Regions from separate parts of the Canis lupus genome. Here region 1 is linked to region 2. A link is a contact called in public Hi-C data. All regions are on one chromosome and are shown on one strand. Each heading gives the region's core, a stretch centred on a gene start, on an enhancer-like site or on the middle of the called end of the contact. The rest is flanking DNA. Distances are from core to core; before and after follow the strand shown.

Evidence for each region. A called contact is a pair of places that touch in the nucleus more often than the background predicts.
Region 1: a Hi-C map of blood shows a contact between it and region 2, with 3 times the contacts expected there. The contact joins the promoter of XRCC4 here to the enhancer-like site in region 2. A contact is called at or near these places in 2 of 9 Hi-C or Micro-C datasets (both in blood).

Annotation. Positions count from the first base shown.
Region 1 is chr3:24,658,064-24,665,555 of UU_Cfam_GSD_1.0, forward strand. XRCC4 (DNA repair protein XRCC4) reads right to left here and starts at 5,392. Exons shown (of 9, transcript XM_038532412.1): 1 at 5,270-5,392. TMEM167A (protein kish-A) reads left to right here and starts at 5,416. Exons shown (of 4, transcript XM_038532415.1): 1 at 5,416-5,575. The coding sequence starts at 5,573.
Region 2 is chr3:24,470,316-24,476,922 of UU_Cfam_GSD_1.0, forward strand. The region is part of intron 7 of XRCC4 (DNA repair protein XRCC4); the gene reads right to left. Among named protein-coding and RNA genes, the nearest start is that of VCAN, 120 kb to the left of the region's middle. Within about 2 kb of position 4,931, at least 1 of the 20 cell types and tissues checked has an H3K27ac peak or open chromatin away from gene starts, as enhancers often do. A contact at or near this core is called in blood, where this site is marked.

The sequences.
Region 1 (7,492 bases), core at 4,142-6,641, 190 kb after region 2:
TGACAAAATAAAGAAATAACCCTTCCACCACGTACAAGATTAGGCCGGCTAATAAACAGTGTTTTATTTTATTTTTTTTAATTTTTTTTTCATTTATTTATGATAGTCACACAGAGAGAGAGAGGCAGAGACATAGGCAGAGGGAGAAGCAGGCTCCATGCACCGGGAGCCTGACGTGGGACTCGATCCTGGGTCTCCAGGATCGCGCCCTGGGCCAAAGGCAGGCACTAAACCGCTGCGCCACCCAGGGATCCCTAAACAGTGTTTTAAATGCAAAATTAGTTTACCTAATTTTTGTGCCGAGTATCAGAAATTATATAACAAATTAATTATCTTTAACTTAACCTTAATAATAAATTTCCATATCATTGTGAGAAAAATCTTTGCAATATCTTGAAAATAGCCCAGGATTTCTCAATGGCATACAACCAAAGGTTTAATTTAAAGCTAATGGTAGTACTATCATCTAGCAAAAGCATGGATGCCTCATGAGCAATTTGGAATTACAGCATGGATTTCTCCTTTGAGGCAATAGAAATCAAATGGTGTTCTCCCAGAGTCTCATCAACATTAAAAACTCCTGACTATAATCCTCTATTCATCTTTTTCAGCCAATGTCTTAGGAAAAAAAAAAAAGCACAACTCACGTTCTCTTAAGCACTGCCAGCTTCACAAATGACGAGGAACAAATTGCCCTGGACTATAAAATGATTACCTCCTACCTGTACAAAAAGTATCCTTCTACTATTTTAAGCACAGCCACCTTTTTCCTAGAAAACAAGGTATAGCAAATAGACCATTGATTTTAGACTCAGAAGATTCAGCTTGAAATCAAAACTCTACCACTTCATAGCGGAGTGACTTTGGTCATGCCATCAGTGCACTAAAACATTCACTGGCTGCTCTCTATGTACCAGGCTTTGATATCCCCAGAATGAATAAGACACATTTCCAGCTCTCTAGTGAGACAAAAATACCCCAAAATAATTATCTTACATGCTTGTCAAGTGCAGAGGCAGGGTGGTACCTCCTGTGAGGAGTACATGTAAGCCAGCCTGATATTTCGGGGAAGGCTTCCTTGAGTTATACCTGATATGAATCTTAAAATGTGAAAAGGAGAGATAGAAAATGCAGAAGAACCTGCATGAGTTGGGGCAGCCTGGGTTGCTCAGCGCTTGAGCGTCTGCCTTTGGCTCAGGGCATGATTCTGGGGTCCCGGGATCAGGTCCCGTGTCGGACTCCCTGCATGGAGCTTGCTTCTCCCTCTGCCTGTGTCTCTTTCTTTCTGTCTCTCACGAATAAATAAAATAAACAAAATAAAAAGAATCTGCATGAGCAAAGGCTTAAGAGACAAGAAACAGCAAATCTGGAAATGATAAACAATTCAGTGTTTCACAATGACTGTGAATCAAGGATGACTAAATTCAAATACCGAGCCAACTTCATTCAACCAAAACCTGTGCCCTTCTATGCATCAGACAGTGCTTTAGAACTTGACATAAGGAAACAAAACAAATAATTCTTTCCTTTTTAAAATTTGTATTTTAATAGATAAATGACAAAAAAAACACATAACAAATATGTAAAATATATAGTATGGTGATACGTGCTATGGTAAAAGGAGAAGATAAAACAGGATAGAGAAAACTGGAAATACAGAGGCCTGTGACAGGAGGGGGATAGTTGCAAAGCTACAATTTTAAATAGGACGTTAAGGTAGGCTTTATTGAAAAGGTGGTATCTGAGCACATACATCAAGGAGGTGAAAAATTTAGTTGTGTGGATGTCTAGGAAAAAGCATTCCAAGCAGAGGAAGCAGCCAGTGCAAAGGCCCTAAGGCAGAAGTGGGCTTAGTGTATTTAAGAAACAAGGCAGCCAGTATGGCTGGGACAGAATGAGAGGAAAGAGAACACAAAGGGCAGAAGTCAGGGAGGTAACAGGAAACCAGATCATGTAGAGTTTTGTAGGCCAAAGTCAGGATGTTAGCTTTTATCGTGAATCAAGTGAGAAGTCATAAAAGGTCTTAAAGCAAATAAATAATTTATATTCCTAATAAACTTTTTATTTGGGAGGAATACTGAATGTATGGGAAAGCTGCAAAGATAACACAGCCCCCATATACACCTCACCCAGTTTCTTCTAACATTAACTTCTTATATTACTGCAGTGCATTTACCAAAACAAAGGAACAAACATTGGTGCATCACTACTAACTAAACTCCAGGCTACTTATTTGGATTTTACCATTTTTTTCCTGTAATATCTTTTATCTGTTCCAGGATGCAATATAGGATAATCTGTCACATTTAGAATCTTACCTCTTAATACAATTTCTTACTTGCATTTAAAAAGTTTCATTCTGGCTATTGTGTGAAAATAGATTGTACAGAAGCAAGGATTGAAGAAAGTTAAGGAGACCAGCTGGAACCCTATTACTGTTAATCCAAGCAAGAAATCATAAGAGTTAAAACAGACATCCCAGAAACAGAGGATCAATGTACTAACAGCAGAAATAGTAGCAAACGGTTAAATTCTATATATATTTTATGGAGAGAGTCAACAATGGATTTGCTGATGGATTTGGTGGAATATAAGAGAAAGTAGAGTCAAGAATGACTCCGAACACTTAGCTTTGAGCAACTGGCTGAATAGAGCAGCCAGCATCTGAGATGAAAAAGAATGGGACAGGTTTGGGGGAAAAGGAGTTCAGTTTGTGCCATGTGGGTTTGCAATTACTTTAAATAAACAAATGGAGATGCAGAGGTAGGCAAATGTATACGTGAGTCTGGAGTTCAGGGAGGGAACTAAGAGGCCATTTTCCTTTTAAGAATAATGTGCTATCCTGTATTAATACTTTGTATAAAATGATTCATGGGGCACCTGGGTGGCTCAGAGGCTGAGCATCTGCCTTTGGCTCAGATCATGACCTCGGGGTCCTGGGATCCAGTCCTACATTGGCTCCTTGCATGGAGCCTACTTCTCTCTCTGCCTATGTCTCTGCCTCTTTCTGTGTCTCTCATGAATAAATAAATAAATAAAATCTTTTAAAAATATATTTTAAAAAGTCATTAAGACTTGATGATATCCTCAAAAGGAAGTGTAGAAAGAGGAAAAGAAGCAAAGATTGAGCCCTGGAACACTTCAACAATGAGAGATCAGAAAGAATAGAAGGAAGACGGTTACAGAAGGAAAACCAAGAGAGTGCAATGTCCTAGAAATCAGTGAAGAAAATACAACATGGACAAGGAAGTGATAACTGTGTCAAAGGTTACTAATGGCTCAAATACCGCAAAGACTGGGAATAATCAACACCTGGAGACAGCTGGTGACACAAAGTAAAGGATGGGGGGGGAGGGGGGAGCAAAAGCCATTCTGGAATGATCTCAAGAGAAAATAGAAAAAGAGGAACTGGGGTTTGGAACATAAAGTCCTTAGAGGATTTTTGTTCAGAAGAGCAATCAATGAACGAGCTCAGAAGTGGAGGAAGGGGGATCCCTGGGTGGCGCAGCGGTTTGGCGCCTGCCTTTGGCCCAGGGCGCGATCCTGGAGCCCCGGGATCGAGTCCCACGTCGGGCTCCCGGTGCATGGAGCCTGCTTCTCCCTCTGCCTGTGTCTCTGCCTCTCTCTCTCTCACTGTGTGCCTATCATAAATAAATAAATTAATTAATTTAAAAAAAAAAAAAAAGTGGAGAAAGGGGGCAGCCCGCGTGGCTCAGCGGTTTAGCGCCGCCTTCGGCCCAGGGAGTGATCCTGGAGTCCCGGGATCGAGTCCCGCGTCGGGCTCCCTGCATGGAGCCTGCTTCTCCCTCTGCCTGTGTCTCTGCGTCTCTCTGTCTCTCATGAATAAATAAATTCTTAAAAAAAAAAAAAGTGGAGAAAGGTTAGGAGAAGCATTTCTCGGGAGCCTGGGAGGCTTAAGTCCCAGGGTCCTAGGATCACACCCCACAGCGGGCTTTGCGGGGTGCCTCCCTCTCCCCCTGCTTGTGCTCTCCCTGCCAAATGAACAAGTAAGATCTTTAAAAAGAGAGAGAGAAGTACTCCTTAAAGAGAAATACCATGCAGGTCAAACACGGGTCTTAATCTAAACGCCACGGAGAAAGAATATAAAAAAAGAGGGCGGCGAAGGGCAAACACCAGAACACGAAGACCTAACTTCAACTACGGAGGCTAGTTGAGGAGCACAGAAAACAAGCGGTTAAGTAAAACCACTGCCTTTTAATGTATGTGACCACTAGTGAATTAAAAAAAAAAAAAAAGAAAAAAAGAAAAAGAACGAACCCATCAACACTAGCTGCAAAGTAAAAAAAAAAAAGGGGGGGGGGGGTGGAGGCGGGAGGCCGACTGGTGGTTAAAAAAAAAAAAAAAAAAAAGGATGCCACTTTGATCCAAAAGCCTTCCAGGGAGGCCCAAGAAATGTGCGAACTAGACGCGTCAGAGCACCTGCTGCTCCATTCGGTCTCTGCAAAGACAGAGCGGCTGGAATATGAAGCCTCATCCAGTGGGATCATCAAAACTAAAAGAAGCTAAATACTAATACTAATACTAACTGATTAAAAGAGGAAGCTGAGGGGCAGCCGGGGTGGCTCAGCAGTAGAGCGCCTGCCTGCGGCCCAGGGCGTGACCCGGGTCCCGGGATCGAGTCCCGCGTCGGGCTCCCTGCGTAGAGCCTGCTTCTCCCTCTGCCCCTCTCTGTGTCTGTCATGAATAAATAAATTAAATATAAAAAAAAAAAAAAAAACAAAGAAAGAAAGAAAGAAAAGAAGAGGAAGCTGGCCTGCGGTTCCTGTCGCTGGTGGACCCCTCCTCCGGATACCTACGGGCCTACTGAGGTCAGCGAGGGCAGCTCCACTGGTCGCCACGGCCCTGCCTTACCCCAAGGCCTCGCACACTCCGGGCCCCAGAGCAAACCCAGGGGCAGCTTAAGGAGCGAGGGCGCCGAGGGCAAGGAGGCCGGCGTCAGGGTGTCACAGCCCCGGGGTCCAGCGCCTACCCAGCGTCACGACCACCACAGCGCCCCTCAGAGGCGCTCCGCAGCCTGAGGAATCCGCCGGGCGCGAAGGGAGACGCTGAGGTGCCCAGCGTGCGCCCAGGTCGGGGGAACCAGGCCTCCCCGGGAGCTCCCCCGAGCTGGCAAACCTCGCGCACTGAGGAGTTCTAGAACCCCGAAGTTAAAAAAAAAAAGAGGAGGGGGGGAAGCAAGACCCCAAAAACAGGCCAGGACGGCAGATTCCTATCCCTGAAACACGCATCTCCCACTTCCGGACCTTACCTCGCCGCTCCCCCACTTCCGGCCTCCTCCGAAAGGCCCGCGCCTGCAGACGGCCCGCGGCGGCCAATGGGAGCGCCGCCCACGTCCGCGCGGCGCGTGACGTCCGTTAAGTCCCGCCCCTTCCGGCAGTGAGGAGCCTATCGCGGCGTCCGAGTGGCGCGGCTGTGGAGGACGTGCCGCGACAGGCCCAACCGGACAAGGGGCGGAGAGGAGGGGGCTGAGGGCCGGCGCGGGGCGGGGGCGCACGCCTCTTCCGCCCCGGGCCCGGAAGGGTGATGTGGCTGGGGCTCCGCCGGCCTCACTATGGTAAGACCGGGGGCTGGGGGGTCGCCGCCGAGCCTCGCGAAGGGGCCGCGGGCGCGAGCCAGGGCTGGAGGGAGGGCGGGGAGCCCCGTCCCTGGCCTGACCCCGCCGGGCTCGGAGGCGCTCAGGCCCGGGAGCCGTGTGGTGCCCCCGCGCCCGAGAGGCCCCGCGGTGGCAGGTGCCGGCGCCTCCCGCACGGCCCCCCTTTCTCATTTGTTTCGAGGAAACGCGCCGGTTGCCTTAACGCTGTGGTTTGCGTAAGACTCGGTGTGGGCCCTGACCCTGGGGAGGCGTGGAGGCCTCGAGATCGCGCTCGTCCAGGGCCTGGCGCAGGGGCTGCGTTGTGGCCCAGGAAACCCCGAGCTGCACACCCCTCCGCCCCAGTTTTGTCTGTCGAGTCGGGGACCACTCAGGCCCCCGGTCGGCGATCTTTGCTTGCAGAAGGGGTTTTCCTTCTAGGAACGTGCTGGTGGGGTCTGGCCTTCCCCGCCCAGGCTTAGGGGTGGGTGTATGATGTTGTGTCACTGCAGATTCCATGGGTAGCTGGGGCCTCTTAGGAAAATTTAAAACGAGTCGTGAAAAGTCTTCAAAAGAAATGCATACATCTCCTCCAGGCAGGGGGGAAGAAAGAAAGAAAAAGAAAAAAAAAAAAAAAAAAAGGCAAATGGTGCCCGGCCTCGAGGACAGAGGACAGATGCCGTGTCAGGAGTAGTGGAACCTCCCACGTTGTGTCTGAAGGCCCGGGGACACGCGAGCGGCCTCTACACCGGGTGAATCCACCACATCCACAGGCCGAATGTTGCACTGATGAGCATGTTTCTGGGGGAAGGATGCGGATCTTTTTTTTTAAAGATTTATTTATTTATTTATGAATGAATGATAGACATAAAGAGAGGCAGAGACACAGGCAGAAAGGAGAAGCAGGCTCCATGCAGGGAGCCCAACGTGAGACTCGATCCCGGGACTCCAGGATCGCTCCCTGGGCCAAAGACAGACGCTCAACCGCTGAGCCACCCAAGGATCCCCAAGGATGGGGATCTTTGATCACAGTATCGAAAGCAACCATGACCAACCCCGCCAGGAAAAAGCTCTTGTGAGGTGGGAGTTACCCAGCTTCTGTTTGTAGAAGTTCCCGCAGAACTCCATACCAACACTAAACACTTAGACATTTAATCGAAAACTCATCGTATCTTGCTTTCCCCCATCTGCTTTGGTTCTAGATGGGGCATAGAAAACTGCCTTTGCTGGAGAACTTTACCACTTAACAGAGGAAATGGGAGTCTGCTGGCAGGTTATGCCTTCCTTAGCCCAGAATATGCTCCAGCTCCTTTGCCTCCCTACCACACAATCGGATCAGTACACTTCCGCTCGGTAGTGTCATTAGCGGACTGTTATTTAACTTAGAGAATTGTGGTTCCTCTTTCAATTAAAAAAGAAGAAAGACTTATTCTTTTTTTTTTTTTTTTTTTAAGGGTAACCTCTTCCCAGAAATCCTTCCCTGCCCTTCTATTTTCTTCTGAGTCTCTTTTCATGTATACAACGATTCCAGGGTCCCTCCAAGCATAGCTCTTAACCACAAAAAAAACAGCAATACATTGTTGCGTATATTTCTTCCCTCTCTTGCTGGAGTTTTCTAAAGTACAGACCAGGTCTTTTAATGGCAACTAGAGAGACTTTACACATCTAAGGAAACAGAGTCATGTAAAAGATGCTCAGTGCCTTTAAGGACTTCATAGTCCACTGGGGGAGATTATTAAATCAGTAAATTCCATGTGTTGTCTGCTACAATAAAGAAAAACAACATGTGTAGTGGAAAGAGCTTTAAGAAATTAGGTGCAGGGATGCCTGGGTGGCTCAGTGGTTTAGCACCTGTCTTCAGCCCAAGGCGTGATCCTGGAGATTCAGGATCAAGTCCCACAT
Region 2 (6,607 bases), core at 3,681-6,180:
ATCGTTTAAAAATTGTTATTCCCTGCTGCTTTGGGAAGTGCCAGTATTTGGCCTCTTTCCTACAAAACTGGGAAGTTTGATAGTGCCTGAAGCTGTGAAGGGTATGGGAATGAAATTCTCAGTATCTAGTGATCAGTTAGTTAATCCAGTTTCTTGGCTCTGGGAAAATAATTCAAATCAATACCTGCTTTTTTACTTTTTCTAGTCATCCCTGGATACATTGAATTGTCCTTTATATTATAATTTATTTGTCTTCCCCTCTTTGTTCTCCAGCCAAATCACTGATATCTGATACACATCTTAGTAAATCTCCATTTGGTTTGTAACATGTTTTTTTAATATATTTTTTACCATTTTCTCTCAAGTATTTACACCAACTTTGAAAACAGATATCAAAACTTGTCCAAATTCTGTCCAGCCTGCAAAATATCTAGTGGTCCCCACACAGTATCAGATGTTTTTGTTCAGCTAACCTCACTACCTCTACTGTTTAATTTTGACAAGAGAACACAGAGAAATAACATCTCACTGTTTTTCACTTGGCCAAAAACTTTTAGGCAAAGTTCTTACTAATCCAAATAAAATTTTAGAAAAAAGAAGAGAAATATTTTTATTATAACTGTTGCCTTATTTTTATTATGATTTGAGGGGCTGGTAATTACTTGTCTAACTAGAATAAATTATCTCTCTCCCTAGCTGACTGAACTATGGTGCTGTTGAGATCTTCTAATCAAAACTTCCATGTAATAACTTCTCTAAAACCCTCAGCTATTGGCAATGTCAGGAAATAATACATTATTCTTTATTTTTGTAACAGTGGAGTATTTTTATTACTTGTAGTACCTATTACTCTTTCCAAGAATGCTTCATAGCCTTACACTCTTCTTTTCCTCAAATCTCTTTAATTATTAAAAAACTGAAAAATTTTAATTGAAGTATAGTTGACATAGATTGATTTCAGATGTACAACATAATGATTCAACAGCTAGAAGCACAATGCTCACCATGGAAAGTGTCGTTACCATCTGTCATGCAACAAAATTATTACAGAATTATTGACTATATTCCCTAAGCTGTACTTTTTCATCCCTGTGACTTATTTATGCCTTGTACTCTTCCTTGATAAACATCATGAATCAAAAATCTTAAAATCCATAAAAATTATTTTAGGGCTTAATATTTCTTGAAACAAAATATACATTTCAGAATATAGTTCTGTATTATAAAAGTCACATTTTTTTTTGTTTTTGAATTTTTACACTCTCTTCAATGAAAAACTCTTATTTTTACTTTAAGCCTCAGTTCACATCATCTAAGTCGTAGCTTTATGGAACCTGATCACCCAGAGCTCATGCTCCACCCCTGTACTCCCACTTCCTTGCCTGTATACCTCTGATAGGGTTCTCACTGCACCATTATTATGTGTTTTTGTGCTTGTCTCCTTCACTAAATGTTGCACACCCCAGTATATTCACTTCCTATGACTGCTACAGTGAATTGCCACAAATGTGGCAATTAAAAACACCGCACATTCATTCTCTCACAGATCTGGAGTCTAAAAAGTCTGAAATCAGTATAACTGGACCAAAATCAACATGGTGGCAGGGCTTGGCTCCTTCTATATCCACTAGGGAAGAATTTGTTCCTTGCTTCTGCCAGTTTCTGGTGATGGCCATATTCCCTGCCTGGCGGTCATTATCACTTTAATCGCTGCCTCTGTGATCACATTGTCTTCTCCTATGTCTGTCTCAACTCTCCCTATACTTACATTTCATAAGGTTACACATAACTGCATGTGGATCCACCTCAATACTCCCAAATAATCTCAGGACATTCTCAAGATGCTTATCTCCATTACATCTACAAAGTCTTTAACCATATATGGTTAACATTCACATATTCCAGAGATTAGGACATGGACCTCTTAGGGGGCAATTAATCAAGTTTATCATACTCAATGAGGAAGAAGTATCTTAATCATGTTGATACCTTTAGTCCTTGCTATATTACCTGGTACAGAGCAGAAGCTATATCATTGTTGACAACCAAATACATACATAATTTCACTGATGTTTTAAATGCGTATAAATTCATGCAAAATTATGAGTTTACAGTGTTTATTAGAATTCAGTATTGAGAAAAACTGACCAGAGACTTTAATAGGCTAATAGTAATGTTTTTAGTGGCCATATATAGTGAATAACTAAATTTGTTTTATAATTAGATTCCCATTTAACATTTAATAATATTCAAAAATTACAAAGATATCAAATAAGATAAAATTCTCCAGACAGCACAATTTATAAACAATTAAGTAACTCTTAAGTCTGAAAGCATAAAACATATAATAAAATAAGAAATAGCTTACCAGTACAAGCTTATTATTTTTCCAATTAAAAATAAAATGCACATATTTGCAGTTACTATCTTTAAAAGGGTTGTTTTATTTAAAAATCATAGATACTAGATAATGAAATGTTCACTAATTCATTGAAATCAATTGGATCTCTTGAAGATTGAATATAAATGCCTTTGGTGAATGTCTAGCTGGTCTCCTGGTCTTTGTATTATTTTCGTGTGACTTTATTACGGATAATGAGGGACAGTATCACAACACAGTACAACTTCTTTGCATCTTGATCACGGATGATAAATGTCCATTCTTTGGGGAACATTATACTGTATCTCTGCGATTATATTATGATCCTATCTGTATTCTTCAGTTCCAATTAATGTATGAAATAAGCCCTCCAGACCTGTGCCTGTAAGGTACATAGATCTAACTCCTCTCATACTTTATTTTATGAGATATCAACTTATTCGTATGTTTGTTCTCCAAAGTGTATTTAAGATTGACACCAACTTGAAAAGTAAAAGTTAACTATTAATGCTATTAATAAATACTTGCTGTGGCTTAATAGAACATACAAGGCTATCATGAAAATAATTTAATCTGTTTTTTAAATATTAATAACATAAATGTTTCCATGAAGGAGAGGAATCTAGAAGCTCTGAAAACTCTTATTGTCAAAAGAGTGAGGGATTTCCTTGATATGTTCTGCTATGTCACTTCAAGATATCTGATGAAATTTGTGGCAAATTTCACAACAGTACAAAATTGAAGTGAAACATATAGGTTTATTCTAGTCATGATGCTCAAAACTATTATTTACTGAATTTTGAAACAACACTGTCTACTGAAAGCTGTTATCATCTACTTAGGAACTATTTCTCTTCATTTTGGGTACAGTGAATCTAAACTACTACACATAACAATTTCAGTTTACATTTAGAACCTTTTTGTGCAAATGATTTTCTCTCCCCAGGCCATGTATTACCTAAAAATGGTGTTCAAGAATAATTACCAAAGTAGAGGACTACATTAATTTTATTGTTTTGTTAGAACAAGAGGTAGGATTTATCTATTTTATATAGTTCTTTTTAAACTGATGTCTACCATATGCTATGATTATGTTTTCAGCCTTTTTAAAAAGTTTTATTTATTTAATAAAATAAATACACCCAACATAAGGCTTGGACTCCCAACTCTGAGATCAAGAGTCACATACCTCCCGACTGAGCCAGCAAGCACCCCAATGGTTATGCTTTAAGTAACATTTACCAAAGGAAAGCCTACAGTCTTAGGGGATATCTGAGAATTAAAAGGGAAATATCTAGAGCATGGATGTGATTAAACAATAAATGATATTTTGAGATTATATTCTTGTCTGGACATAAGACGTCCAGCAATTCCTTACTCATAAAGGTATTTGTAACAACAAATAACACACAAAAATTGCCATCTTTATGAAATTTATATTTCAGTGAAAAAAGAGACAAAATAAATTGATATATATTAGATAGTGAAGTATGATATGAAGAAAAATTTGAAAAGGAAGTAGAATGGGAATAGGATGGGATTACAATATTACAGTGTGATCAAAGATGGTCTTCCAGAGAAGTCAAAATGTGAGCCAAAGTGTGGAAGGTGGGAACAAGCTGATACCTAAAGGAAAAACATTCTAGGCAGAGGAATGCTCATGCAGAAGCAGAACTACTACTTTTGTGTTTGAAGAATGTGCAGGAGTCTGGTGTGGCTGGAGCAGAGTGAGCACAAATTAGCTCAGAAAGGGAGATGGGCAGGCAGGTAAAAAGGAAAAAAAAGTTGAGCATAAAAATCCTGTAGCATTAGACTGATGGCACATGTCATGGAAAAGCTAAAACAATGAAATACTGTGGAGCCATTCCCAAGAATGGGTTAGATCTGAATGTGTTGATATTAGAAGAACTCAATGGACAGGGTAAGTACCGTGTATATGCCATGATCCCATTTTGTACATGAATATGTATGTGGTTTTGGTGTTAGAGACAGGTTTTTTAAGAGGACACGTAAGAATCAGATAATCTAAAGTAATCTTTAGACAGAAGATCCAGAGGTGAGGCTTTTAGATTTCAATGTTCTACTTTTCTGTACTACCTTTTTTTTTTTTAATTTTTATTTATTTATGATAGTCACAGAGAGAGAAAGAGAGAGAGGCAGAGACATAGGCAGAGGGAGAAGCAGGCTCCATGCACCGGGAGCCTGATGTGGGATTCGATCCCAGGTCTCCAGGATCGCGCCCTGGGCCAAAGGCAGGCGCCAAACCGCTGCGCCACCCAGGGATCCCAGTACTACCTTTTTAAACCATCTCTCTATATACATTATACTTTATAAAGACCAGAAAGAGAGCTGCATGTGCATCTGCAGCACGGTCTCTCCAGTCAAACCTCAACAGTTGCCAAAGGCGTTGTCTTTTGCCCTTTGGATGCCATCTCAGCATCCTGAAATAAACACTGCAAGTGTTGTTGCCTAACTTCCTTTCACAGAGCTTATCCTGACAATCTTACTAAGTCATAACGTCTTTACTAAGAAAGACTAGTTCCTCAATTTGAGCCTCCTGGCTACTTAGCAACCACATCAACCTTAGCGCTTTCCTTACTAAAACCTCTCCCCACAGACTGGTGTACCAACCACCCAGAATCACTCATATGACAGTTGTCCCTCCTGCCTATAAGCTGTGTCCTCCATCATCCAGAAATGCATTGTCTACTCTTCTCATAGAAAGTCTCTTCTTTCAAAACTCTCCTCCCAAATGGAGACTTGAATTCATTTCCAACTTATTTTTATCACTCAGAACTTCTAAACATACTTTATCCTAAATTAACCATATGTAGGTAGCAGTTCCTTTTGCATTAAAGCACATATTCCCTGTAAGAACAGCAGAGTTTTTCCTTTCTTTAACATTATTTCATTTGAACTTATGTGATTCTCCCTAAACAGTAATAGGTGTTCTATTCATGTTGTTGCATTAACTGACTTAATTTTATTAATTCGTATTGCTTAGAAAATAATTCTATGAAAACATAGGGAATGATGGAGCCTAGAATGATCTATAAATAACCTCAAACCCTTTGCAGTAAATTCTGTAGATTTTTCTGCTCATCATTCTGGGTTAAATTTTTACTACTGTAAAAATTGTAATGCTAAAACCTCTTATTTCCCAGTCTCTTCTGTAAAACTGTTGAGATATTTGGAAAATGAAAATGCAACAAAGGACATCTTGACTCACCGTATCGTTTTCCTTTCCTCTCTGACAGCAAAATCTTACTGGAGAATAACATGCTTTTCTGTAGCTGTAGTAGTTCCCATTTTTTTTTTTATTTTTTTTTTTTAGCTTTCTGCTGTGTCAAAAAAGTAAGTTGTCCTAGTAGAGGTGATAACCAGAATATATATTCCTATGATCATTCATCCATTTGGAGGTTATTACACAAAAGAGTTTCCTGGCAACTGGACTAGAGTTACGGTAGTAGAGTCTTGTGTTCTGATAGCAGCCTAAGGTTAATCATTCCTAGAAGCCCATGGCCCCATCCAGGCTTTCCAATGACTTTACGAGCACCTAATGCCTTACATATATTAATCTTCCGTGGCTAATTATAACAAACTTGATAGCTTACACAATAGAAATTTACCCTCTTACATTTCTGGAGACACAAGTCTGAAATGAGTCTTAAGGGGCTCAAGTCAAGGGGCTAACAGAGCTATTTTCCCTAAAGAAGCCCTAGAGTATATATATTTCCTTGCTTTTTTCAGTGTCTATATCTATATTTCTTTCAGCCTTTGACTCATGTCCCCTTCCTATATGGTCAAAATCAGTAGCTTAGCATCTTCTCTGACACTTCTTCTATCACAGAGCCTCTTTCTCCTTCTAATAAGGATACTTGGACCTGCATATAGGGCTCATCTGGATAATCCAGGATAATTTCTGCATCTCAATATACTTAATTTAATCAGAGCTATAAAATATATTTGGCATATAAAGCAACATTCAGAGGCTCCAAAGATTAGGACCTAGATACATCTTCGGGAACTAATTCAGCCTACTACATGATGCTCTCCTCTTCCACCTAACATCATATGGCGGTAACATATTCACAGGTCCCAGGCAGTAGGAAAAGTTGATATCTTTGAGGGGAGGAGGAAAAGGAGGAGGCATTATTCTGCCAGCCACAGAAAGGTATAATAAATAATAAATAATAAATGTGAGAACATGACAACAAATAATAGAAG